Linked DNA regions of Zea mays: region 1 is linked to region 2. Evidence: chromatin contacts called from public HiChIP or PLAC-seq data. All regions are on one chromosome and are shown on one strand. The core of a region is the stretch at or near the end of the contact, and the rest is flanking DNA. Distances in the headings are between cores, read along the strand shown.

The links. HiChIP or PLAC-seq counts read pairs in DNA pulled down with a chosen protein or histone mark.
Region 1: an H3K4me3 HiChIP or PLAC-seq map of leaf shows a contact between it and region 2, with 5 times the contacts expected there. The contact joins the promoter of LOC103650575 here to the promoter of LOC100283929 in region 2. A contact is called at or near these places in 1 of 25 Hi-C or Micro-C datasets (ear) and 1 of 3 datasets of contacts at active chromatin or transcription factors (leaf).

Annotation. Positions count from the first base shown.
Region 1 is chr3:133,835,994-133,841,237 of Zm-B73-REFERENCE-NAM-5.0, reverse strand. LOC103650575 (histone H3.2) reads left to right here and starts at 2,824. Exons shown (of 1, transcript XM_020550309.2): 1 at 2,824-3,990. The coding sequence starts at 2,947. The coding sequence ends at 3,684.
Region 2 is chr3:133,492,625-133,498,126 of Zm-B73-REFERENCE-NAM-5.0, reverse strand. It overlaps LOC100283929, which reads left to right and starts at 1,616. Exons shown (of 2, transcript NM_001156827.2): 1 at 1,616-2,129; 2 at 2,228-2,608. The coding sequence starts at 1,683. The coding sequence ends at 2,428.

The DNA of each region.
Region 1 (5,244 bases), core at 1,575-4,074, 340 kb before region 2:
GGTCTAAAGGATGGGTCAACATTGAGCGAATGTTCAATAACATCCCTGTTGACTCCACAAAGATCATTGGCTGACCATGCAAAAACATTTTTGTTGTTGAACAGAAACCTTATCAAGGTTTTCTCCTGTTCTTCAGACAGTTGGGATCCCAATAGCACCTTCTGCTCTGCTATGTCCTCACATAAAAGCATGGGTTTCGGCTGATCGGCCGAAGCAGCTTTCTCCCTTGTAAACTTGTACTGCTCACAAGCTTCAGCTCCATCTATGTTATGGATTGCCTTTGAGTCTGTCCAGTTTCCTTCGGCCCTTATGGCAGCTTCCTGACTTCCATGAATGGCAATAGGTCCTTGGTCCGAAGGTATCTTAATGCAAAGATATGCTGGATGAAGAATTGCTTCGAAGGCATTGAGAGTACCACGACCAATGATTGCATTGTAAGGGTATTCCATGTCAACAATGTCGAACACAACTTGTTCAGTCCTTGTGTTGTTAATAAATCCGAAGGTTACTGGCATTGTGATTTTTCCAAGTGCTATAATCTGCCTTCCTCCGAAGCCACAAAGGGGATGTGTGGCATCATGGATCTTGTCTTCAGGCTCTTGCATCTGTCTGAAGGCCTTAGCAAATATGATATCAGCTGCACTGCCTGTATCAACCAAAACATTATGGACCAGAAATCCTTTGATCACACAAGAGATAACCATAGCATCGTTGTGTGGGTAATCCTTGAGCTGAAGATCCTCTTGAGAGAAGGTAATTGGAATGTGAGACCATCTTGACTTGATGAAGGGTCCTTGTACCCCTACATGTTGTACTCTTCTCTGTGCCTCCTTCTTCTGTTTCTTGTTAGCTGGCTCTGAGTATGAACCGCCTGTTATCGGGAGAATCAGCTTCGGAGCCGAAGCAGTTCCAGCTTGGTTCTTGAACGAAGCCATTGTCTCAAGAAAGTGGAAGTGAGTTCACCGGAGGTGGGCGCCAATGTTGGGGACTTGTTCTCAAATGCTAAGAATTAAGAACAAGACAACATAAAATGTTAAATATTAATGCCCTTCGTCGGCTGAAGCATTATCTCCCCAAGGATTTAATGAACTTCGGACGAAGGCCACGAGCAGAATATTACGAAGGTTTCACCTTCGTAATTAAACTTACAAAGTAATATAAAATGTGAAACATTAAAGATAAATATATCAGAAATAAATGACATCATTCGTATATCTTATTATATGAATCTAAAATGTTAAAACATAATGTTTAGGTACATTTATACCTTTGCCTTGACAAATAATAATTCCCGAGTGATGCGTTTGCAATTACAGGAATCCGTGAACAGTAAAGGAATACTGTTCACTATTTATAGGCACAGGACACAGCCTGTGAGGAATTACAATCATGCCCCTCATAAAAATTTACAACAATGGCTCAGACCCTTATGGACTAAAAGGTCATTCTATCTTTAAGTCGGTTCGACCCTTCATCTTCAGATATGCTGTAATACCGAAGCTTCATGAATGGTACATTCGGCATCACGTACGAGCAGCTTCAGCCGAAACTGTTTCTTTCCACAGGACCTTCGGCGACGAAGCATGGTCCCAACAGCTACATATAAAATAGAACAGATGAATATATGAAACATATATAATCTGCAGAACGTAAAACAGTAAGGAAAATAAACTGGTCATACCCTCCCATGCGCTCTGGTGATCCAGATCTCAATCCCCCGTGCAAGGTCTCGAACGGCAAGGGCTTCGGAGGCACCTGCCCTCTCTTTGCTCTGTGCGCGTAGAGTCACGAGATGAGAAATATATGATCCAGGTACGTTCCAACTTCTTTCATCCAAACAGGTCTAGCCGCTCTAGTTTTTAAAAAATTGAAACTAAAGACCAATTTCATAAAATTTTTGAAACTCCTCATAGGGTGCTTAAAAAACACAACTTTCATACCTTTCATGAAGTTGCATGAAAATTATCAATCATGTCAGTGGTTACATAACATATGACTTTAGTTTTCTCTCGCAAAACAAAAGTTCGTCCCCGTTTCAATTTTATTCTTTCCTGCGGCGGCGTTGGAATAGACATGTAACAAGAAAGCACCGTCTCGTATGGGGAGGGCTAGTTTGGGAGACGAGAAATGGAGAGAATTGAAAGGACCAAAATATTTTGCTATTTTTTTTGAATGTCACCGGGGGATAGGATCCCCACCTGAATTGCATTACTTTTTGTGGCCAAAACGCCTTTGTTAGTACATAGGGGGGGTTAGGTTACATCGATGTGGTTACGCTATGTTACATACAAAGCACGACACCAGGCAGCCACGATCTGGTAGTCCTCATGTCGTAGCCTGGATCTCCATAATTCAGCTTCAGAGCGGCACAACAGCATGGTTGTTGCAAGTGGTGATCTTTCCCCGCGGAACACCACAACATTTCTCCGTTTCCTAAGCTGCCAAAATATTTTGCTATTAAGATAATAAAAAAGATGTTAGAGCATCTCCAAGAGATTCTTTATTTTTTACTCTCTATTTGACTCTTTATTTGTCTCTCCATAAAGATTAAACTGTATATATAACATCACATTCCAACAGACTCTTCAACATACAAATTAACTTGGCTAGCGAGAGTTGCTGGCCAAATTTGGCTAGTGAAGGAATCAATTTAGAGAGCCGGATAGCTTGGCATGTTAAATGGCTAGTCTGTTGGAGAACTATTTTACTGTTAAGTAGCAAAAATTTACCTTGACAAGCTATTTAGCTAGTCTCTTGGAGATGCTCTTAGCCCTCTAATTTTCTCTCTACCCCCTTCTTCCAAACTAGCCATAAAAAGTTGATTTCCGCACCGCAAGTGCAATGCCGTTCCATCTTCCATGGAGGGAAAGGAATGTCCCGTAGCGCCAAACAAACTATGATGCGGCAGTACTGTATGTGTGACTATTGGCCTCAGGTGGCTGCCAGATGGCGCTCCGCCAATGGCCGCGCTCACCACCCACGGATCGGTATCCGCGTGACCCCTCTAAAACCAATCTCCACCCTTCGTTCAAACGCAATCGAACGGCGCGCATCCCACCCTCCCTTCTCCTCCCTCCTCCCGCGCACGGCCAAATTCCCAACCCTCCGCGCGCGCAGCACCAAATCCACCCGCCGCCTCCTACTTTAACCCCTTCCCGCCTGCCCGCAACTCCTCACCGGCCACCGCGAAGCCAGAGCCCCACGCCCCGTCCGAACTCCGAACCCCAGAACAGAGCAAAGCCTCCTCGGCCTCCCTGTCCCCAGCCTTCCCCGATGGCCCGCACGAAGCAGACGGCGCGCAAGTCGACGGGCGGCAAGGCGCCGCGGAAGCAGCTGGCGACGAAGGCGGCGCGCAAGTCGGCGCCGGCGACGGGCGGCGTGAAGAAGCCGCACCGCTTCCGCCCGGGCACCGTCGCGCTGCGCGAGATCCGCAAGTACCAGAAGAGCACGGAGTTGCTGATCCGCAAGCTCCCGTTCCAGCGTCTGGTCCGCGAGATCGCGCAGGACTTCAAGACGGACCTCCGGTTCCAGTCCTCCGCCGTCGCCGCGCTGCAGGAGGCCGCCGAGGCCTACCTGGTGGGCCTCTTCGAGGACACCAACCTCTGTGCCATCCACGCCAAGCGCGTCACCATCATGCCCAAGGACATCCAGCTCGCGCGCCGCATCCGCGGCGAGCGCGCCTAGGCGGTTCGGTTGCGGCGCCTGCTCGCTACTGATGGAGGTGCTTAGTTTAGCACGTCATGGTTGTGTTATAGGTGTGCGTTGTTGTTTTCAAGAGGTAGCTTCTTGCTATGTGCTGATGTTAACGGAGGATTATGATTAGCAGTTCTGAAAAAAATGTAATGGATGTGATCTGCTCTATCTACATGTTTTCTGTCTTTGTCCTGGAATCCCATGGTGTTTAGCATTGATTTCACATGTCTTGTTTTTCTCTGAATCCTGCTTGTAATGACATCGACATCTGTTACACGATCTGCTTCAATTTGTTTTTGCTTGGTTTCTCAGCAAGTCATATTTTTAACTTTTTAGGTACATACTGTTCACTTAATTACTACTACCAGTAACAATTATAAGACTTGCTCCTTGAAGACAGGCATTTGCTCGCCGGACGCTGCAGGCAAAGGTTTAGCACGCGGAGTACCTTATCAGACAGTAATGGCGACAAGCTGGGCCCGGAGGAGTTGCTGTCGCCAGAAGCAGAAAGAGGCGAGGAGAGGGACGTCGGTGTAGGCGATAAGGGCGGGTGGCGCGGCGAAGCCTGGCATCGCAGAGGCGGGTGTGGGCCCCGGGGCGGGGGAAGCGAAGGTGGTCCGCTGTCGGCGTTGACGTTTTTCTCCCGACTCTCCCTCCTACGCCGCCCTCGGATCAGTGCCATGCCTCATCTACCTCCACCGCCCTGCCCATTGATGACACAGAGATCGACGGCTCTCGAACTCACTGAAATAGAGAACGGAGAGCGCACTGAGAGAGACGAGTTTTGGTGCTGCTTGCTTGTAACAGCGTTTTCTGGACTCTATTAATACCAGGAAAACAAAAAACAGAGATACATCAAAGCCACCATCACAGCCGTGTCCATCCCCACGATCCACACGACGCCCACTCTTCTCGGTGTGACTCGTTCAGCTCGAACAACCTCCGGCACGAGCTAACTGAACGCTAACTTGACTGAATGACGCCTAACTGAACACTAGCTAACTGACTAACTTGACTCAGACTGAAACTCAAACAACAGGGACTAGCAAGAGTTATCTAACAATCTCCTCCTAAGTCTTGCTGTCCTCTTCTTATTTCTTGCATCCCAATCTTGGACCGCAATTCCTCAAATCTGTGACGACTTAGTGCCTTGGTGAAGATAACCCCCCAGCTGTTCTCCTGTGCTGATCGGCTCAACAGAAATTGCCTTGTTCTCCTCAGCGTTTTCTGCACACTGTCGAATATAGTGATACTTGGTCTCAATATGCTTGCTCCGGTCGTGTAATACTGGATTCTTCACCAGTGAGATTGCAGACCGGTTGTCCACCATTATCACCGGTGCTGTAGCTTGGCTTCCCATGAGCTCTGACATAAGTCTCGCCATCCAAACGCCTTGACATGCTGCAGTAGATGCTGCTATATATTCCGCCTCACAAGAAGAAAGTGCCACAACCTTTTGCTTGGAGGATTGCCATGTGACTGGGCTCTCGGAGAGAAAGAAGATCATACCACTGGTACTTTTCCGGTCATTTGGATCACCGGCCATGTCAC
Region 2 (5,502 bases), core at 367-2,866:
GAGGGCGGAGATGTTCCAGTACATGCAGAGCCTTGGCGCCGCACAGGGTTTTGCTCCGCCACCTCCATTGTTCCCTGCAGTTGACCCTGCTCTGTTCCATACTCCTATGAGTATTAAAATTGTAGTTACATATTGGTAATGCATCTGGTATAACATATGCAATCTCTTCTCTGTGCAGGGCCAATCTGGGGCGGCATCCAACAACCCTCATGAAGGGTACAGCCCAACGCAGCACCAGTCCAATCGCCCACCTCCATGAGAGTTATGTTTTTAGTGTTTCGAACACAAAACTTATGTTGAATACTTGTCAGAGCTTGTGAACTTGTGTTGATACTTCTGAACTTCTGTTAATACTGTTTGTGTTGAGAACCTCTCAACTTATGTTGAATACTTATGTCGGAATTTGTGTTAATACTATTTGTGTTGGCTATATATGTCTGTGATGATCTGTGATGTATATATGTGATATCTGTGAAATATCTTTTGTTTCTTTGGATGGAATAGGGAAAACAAATAAAAAATGTGTGTACTGGTCACTTTGCCGAGTGTAACACTCGGCAAAGAGGTGCTTTGCCGAGTGTGTGGATCATAGCACTCGACAAAGAACCAAGACCTGGGCACCGGTATAGGTTCTTTGCCGAGTGTAATGGCTTTGGCACTCGGCAAAGAAGCACACATTGCCGAGTGCCATACCAAGCACTCGGCGAAGTACCTGACATGGGGGACCACTCTGGCGGATTTTTTGTCGAGTGCTGTCAGGCAGACACTCGGCACAGGTAACTCTTTTGCCGAGTGTCACCTGAGACACTCGACAAAGACGTTGTCTCCGTCACCCGGCGCCGTAACGACTGCCCTGGCACTCGGCAAACATCTTTGCCGAGTGCCCGAGAAAACGTACTCGGCAAAGAAGGCTTTGCCGATGCACTGTGTGCCGAGCCCTCTTTGTCGAGTGTGACACTCGGCAAAGTCGTTGTCGAGTGTTTTTAAGGCTTTGCCAAGTGCTTCAGGCACTCGGCATAGTCGTCGATTCCGGTAGTGTTACACTGGCGGTTCACATAACCGAACCGTCAGTGGAAAGGATATATTTACACTGGCGACTGTATTAAGTAAACCGTCAGTGGAAATATCATATACACTGGCGGTTCACTTAACTGAACTGTCAATGGAAAGGATGTAGGCCCACAGTCGACAGTTAAAACAGTTGCGCACCCTTACCTCTGACGGTCGGATGCGGCCGTCGGAGATACGTTATGTCCGACGGCGGCCGTCGGACATAACACTATTTCCGATGCGTTACGTCCGGCGGCTAGAAACCGTCGGATATAAGCAGATACCGTCGGACATAGCTTAAGTCCGAGGGCTTAAGGCTTATGTCGGACGGCTTTGGCCGTCGGAAGTTACTTCGTTTACTGTAGTGTAGAGGCGGTAATGGACTCTATATTTTACACTACAAAAATTGAAGCATCGAATTGGATTAGGAGGATGGTAACAACCAAGAAATCACAAAAAAAATGGTAATATAATTAATGACGCAAATCAATGAGTGAGCAGGCTGCGCGCGGGACATATCTAGTGATCTAGCTATATATATACAAATGGAGCAAGCGACCGAAGCAAGAGATCGAGGCTCCTATCTGGTATAGGACGGAGCTGAGCTTCTAGCAACGTACAGTGTATCCGCCATGAGTCCTTTCGGGGCGGTGATCACGCCAGAAACCCTCAAGTACATGTCCAAGTACCAGGGACGTGAGATCACGCAGGTGGACTGCGCACGGGAGGCGATGAGGCTGATCCACGCGGAAGACAAGAACCTCAAGGCCGAGGACTCAGCGTGGGAGCTGAAGAAGAAGTTCGGCAACGGCGTGAGCACCATGGTCCTCGTCTACAACGCCACCGGGGCCAGCCTGAGCCTGGTGGACGACGGGAAAGACTGGATGGGCTCCGTCTACAGCTCGCCGATCCCGGACACCTTCCACAACGGGCAGTGGATCGCCTTCCTCCACGTCAAGCCCGGCTCGCTGGCGCAGGGCAGCCAGGCCGCCAGGGTGTTCCGCGGCAGGGACGTCGATGGCCGGACTCGGGACTTCGTCGTCGCCTGGTACATCCCGTGGGACAACATACCGACACGAGTACGTACGTCTCACCTGTGTTTTGATATTGTAATACTAGTAGTATACACTTGATTGTCTCGCCATCGTCGTCTCACACACATTTGGCATGCTTGCAGGCTTACACTGAAATTGGCAGTGAAAACTACTTCAAGACTCGGTGGAGTAGTGTCAAAACGAGTCTAGGACATTCAAGGAGAGTGACCCGTGCCAAGGACGAGAACTGTGCGTCAACTGTCAGCATCGGTGGCTACACTACAGCCTTCTGCATCGCAGTCCTACAACACCAGTTCCAGCCGCTGCCGGAAGAGCGCGAATAATCAATCAATCGATCGATCGAGTTTGCGATCGTGTTACCTCCTAAATAAAAGTTGTACACGCGAAGTACTACTCCAGTATTTACATGTATGTTTCTAGCAGGTGTACGTACGCTACTCCTGAATAAATTGTGGTGCACGCAATAAATAAATAATTAATGCTCCTGGATAAATTTCTGCCTACCAACGAACATGTCACACACGATCGACTACAATCAAACGGAAGCCCCAGTCCAGACCTAAACGCTAATCATCACACAGGATGACAGGAACGTATGGTCCATCATCACCTGGACGAGCCAACGAGATACCAACCGCGCGCATCAGAAAATTAAGCACGCCAGTAAACGGCTCCAGCCGATCAGGTCTGCCTGCTATTAACGGGAGTACGTGATCCGCCGCCCGCCGCGCGCCGGCAGGCGCAGGGCGCACGCGCACCAACAAAAATATTCAATTTAATGTTTTGCTTTAATAATGAAGATTTTTACTTCAGTCATTCAATGTTTACTTCGACCATACAAGGTTTACTTTAATGTACAACATGAACAAATACTCAGCCATTCAAAAGTTTACTTAACCCATTCAAATTTACTTCATCAGTCATTAAAGATTTACTTCAATGTGCATCAGAAATAAATATTTAGTCATTCAAGATTTATTTTAGCCTTTCAAGGTTTACTATACAGCCGTTAAAGGTGACGAGTCGATGATGGGAAGCGGCTGCTGCGGCAGACGAGAAAAGGTGCACAGTGAGATGGTGATGGTGCGGTGGTGCAATGAACGGATCAGAGCAAATTTTGGCTAATTGCATACGGAGTCCGATGGGACACGTGAACGGCACGGGTTTTCGGGGTGGCTGACGCGGATTAGTTAACTCCCATCGACCGCTAGGTTGGCCGACGGGAGTTAATTGATTATAAGGTTTAGGGGCGGAGCTACGTGTAATCGTTGGGGTCAGCTGACTCCTACAATTTTTGGTAAATCCTATACAAATGTATTGTTACCTTAGTGTATTTAGATAATAATTAGTGAAGCTGACCCCAATAACTTTGTTGTCTGGCTTCGCCCCTGATAAGGTTACTCCCAGTCGCGATAGCGCCCTTTCTCTCACTCGCGGCCTTCACTCTTTCTCTCACTCGCCGTTGTCGCCGCCTCGCCTTACTGCTCCAGCACACTGTCATCGCGCTCTCCAATCAACCGGTGTCGCACTCTACTTCTTTGGCCCCACCATTGCCTTGCATCCTCCACCCGGCCCACCGACGCCCGTGCCAACTCTGTCAGCGGGACACGCCGCCACATGCTCGTCTCACAAGGATGTCGTCACCATTCTCCTCCGCCCTAGGTCACCGATGCCACGTGGCCTCCACTCTGAGGAGACACCGTTGCCATGCCGCCCCACCTCGAGGCGCCACCGCAGCGCCACCACTGCTCTGGACCGCTGTCGCGCCATCCACGCTCTGTCGTTGGGTGTGTTGCCTTTCGTGATGCCCCTGCCGCGCTCCCGTCTTTCACAACGATGTCGCCCTCGCCATCCAACTCACTACATCATTCAGGTGCTCGCTTTGTCCCCTATATATGCAAATGAATATAACTAATACGATGTGATTAGGGTAGTTAAATAGAGAATGTTGTTTATTTTCAACGATTTTTTTGGTCGATAGGAATTACATAATGTGATTATAAATATTTTAATATTGTTAATTCATGATGTTTGTTGGTAGCTATATAACTTAGTGGAAGAATATGTGATTTTCTTAGTGGAGTATATTGTTGTAGACTATTATTGGCGTGCATAGTTTGAACTACTAATGTTATAGAGTTCATTACCTTTCCGACACGTCAGGCTATTTCTTCATCCTCGAAGGATGATGTAGAGGGTGGATCATCTTTTTCATCACCATTTTCTTCTTTGGATTTTTCCTCTTCACTTGAGGAACTTGGGCTTTCCACCTTCTTCTTGCCTTTCATCTTTTTATGCTCATCACATGCAAAATCATTTAACCTTGATGAAGTAGGCTCTTCTTGACCCATCTTTCGTTACATTTCAAATGCCACAATCTTGTCGATCAATAACGTCGAGGTCATTTGGCTCAAGTCCTCCATATTGTGAAGGATGATGATGATGCTCCCATATTTTTGTTGTGGTAGTAGGGAGATGATATTCCTCACAATGTCTGATTCACCTAACTTGTTAATTCCAATAGAGTTGAAATCATTAACAATAAGATCAAATGGGAATACATATCTCTAAAAAGCTCATTTTATTTCAATATAGAATTATGCTCATTCAAAACTAGGCGATGTTTTGTCTCACGGACATTTGAAGTGTTGTCATGGAGCTCATGCAATTTAAGCCATATCAAAAAACTCGTCCGAGGAGGGAAAACCCGCCGTCCCGGTATTATATTAAGAAGAGACCAAAACATAAATCCGCGAAGCTTGGCCCCCCATCACTAGCAGACCATCACCGCCCACTCTGCAATGGCCCAACCGGAGGGTGGCGCATAGGACGTAACCCGGGAGCGGGCGGGGGCACAACGAGGGGATTGTTTTAACCAAGCTCGAATTTTCCCCAAGGGGGATCAACCTTGGGACCAAGAGGTGCTACTCGGAAGAATTAACCATTACGCTAGAGGCCCTTTCGCTCAATTTAAGCCATATCTCATTAGTAGTTTTCAAAGTAAATACTTAATTGAAAATTTCTATGCTAAGAGATTCATACAAGAAGTTTTTAGCTCTAGTATTCAAATGAATTTCTTTTTCTTCACTCACAGTGAGCTTCTCGGGATTACGAGGTGGTTTCATCCCATCGCGAGTGACTCTCTCCAAACACCTAGATCAACAACTTCTATGTAGCAAGCTATTCTAGCAATATAATAGGAGAAATTAATGTTGTCAAAGTGAAGTGGCCTATGGGTATCTATCCTGTCCTCTTAGTCTAGCAATGGCTCGATAGCAGTTAAGCCAAAGAGGTCCCTAAAGAGCCAAACCGGGCTCGATACCAATTGAAAGAAATGTGGATGCCTAACAACCTATGAGTGGGTCTGAATTAGGACTTCTATTTCTCGCGCTCTAAA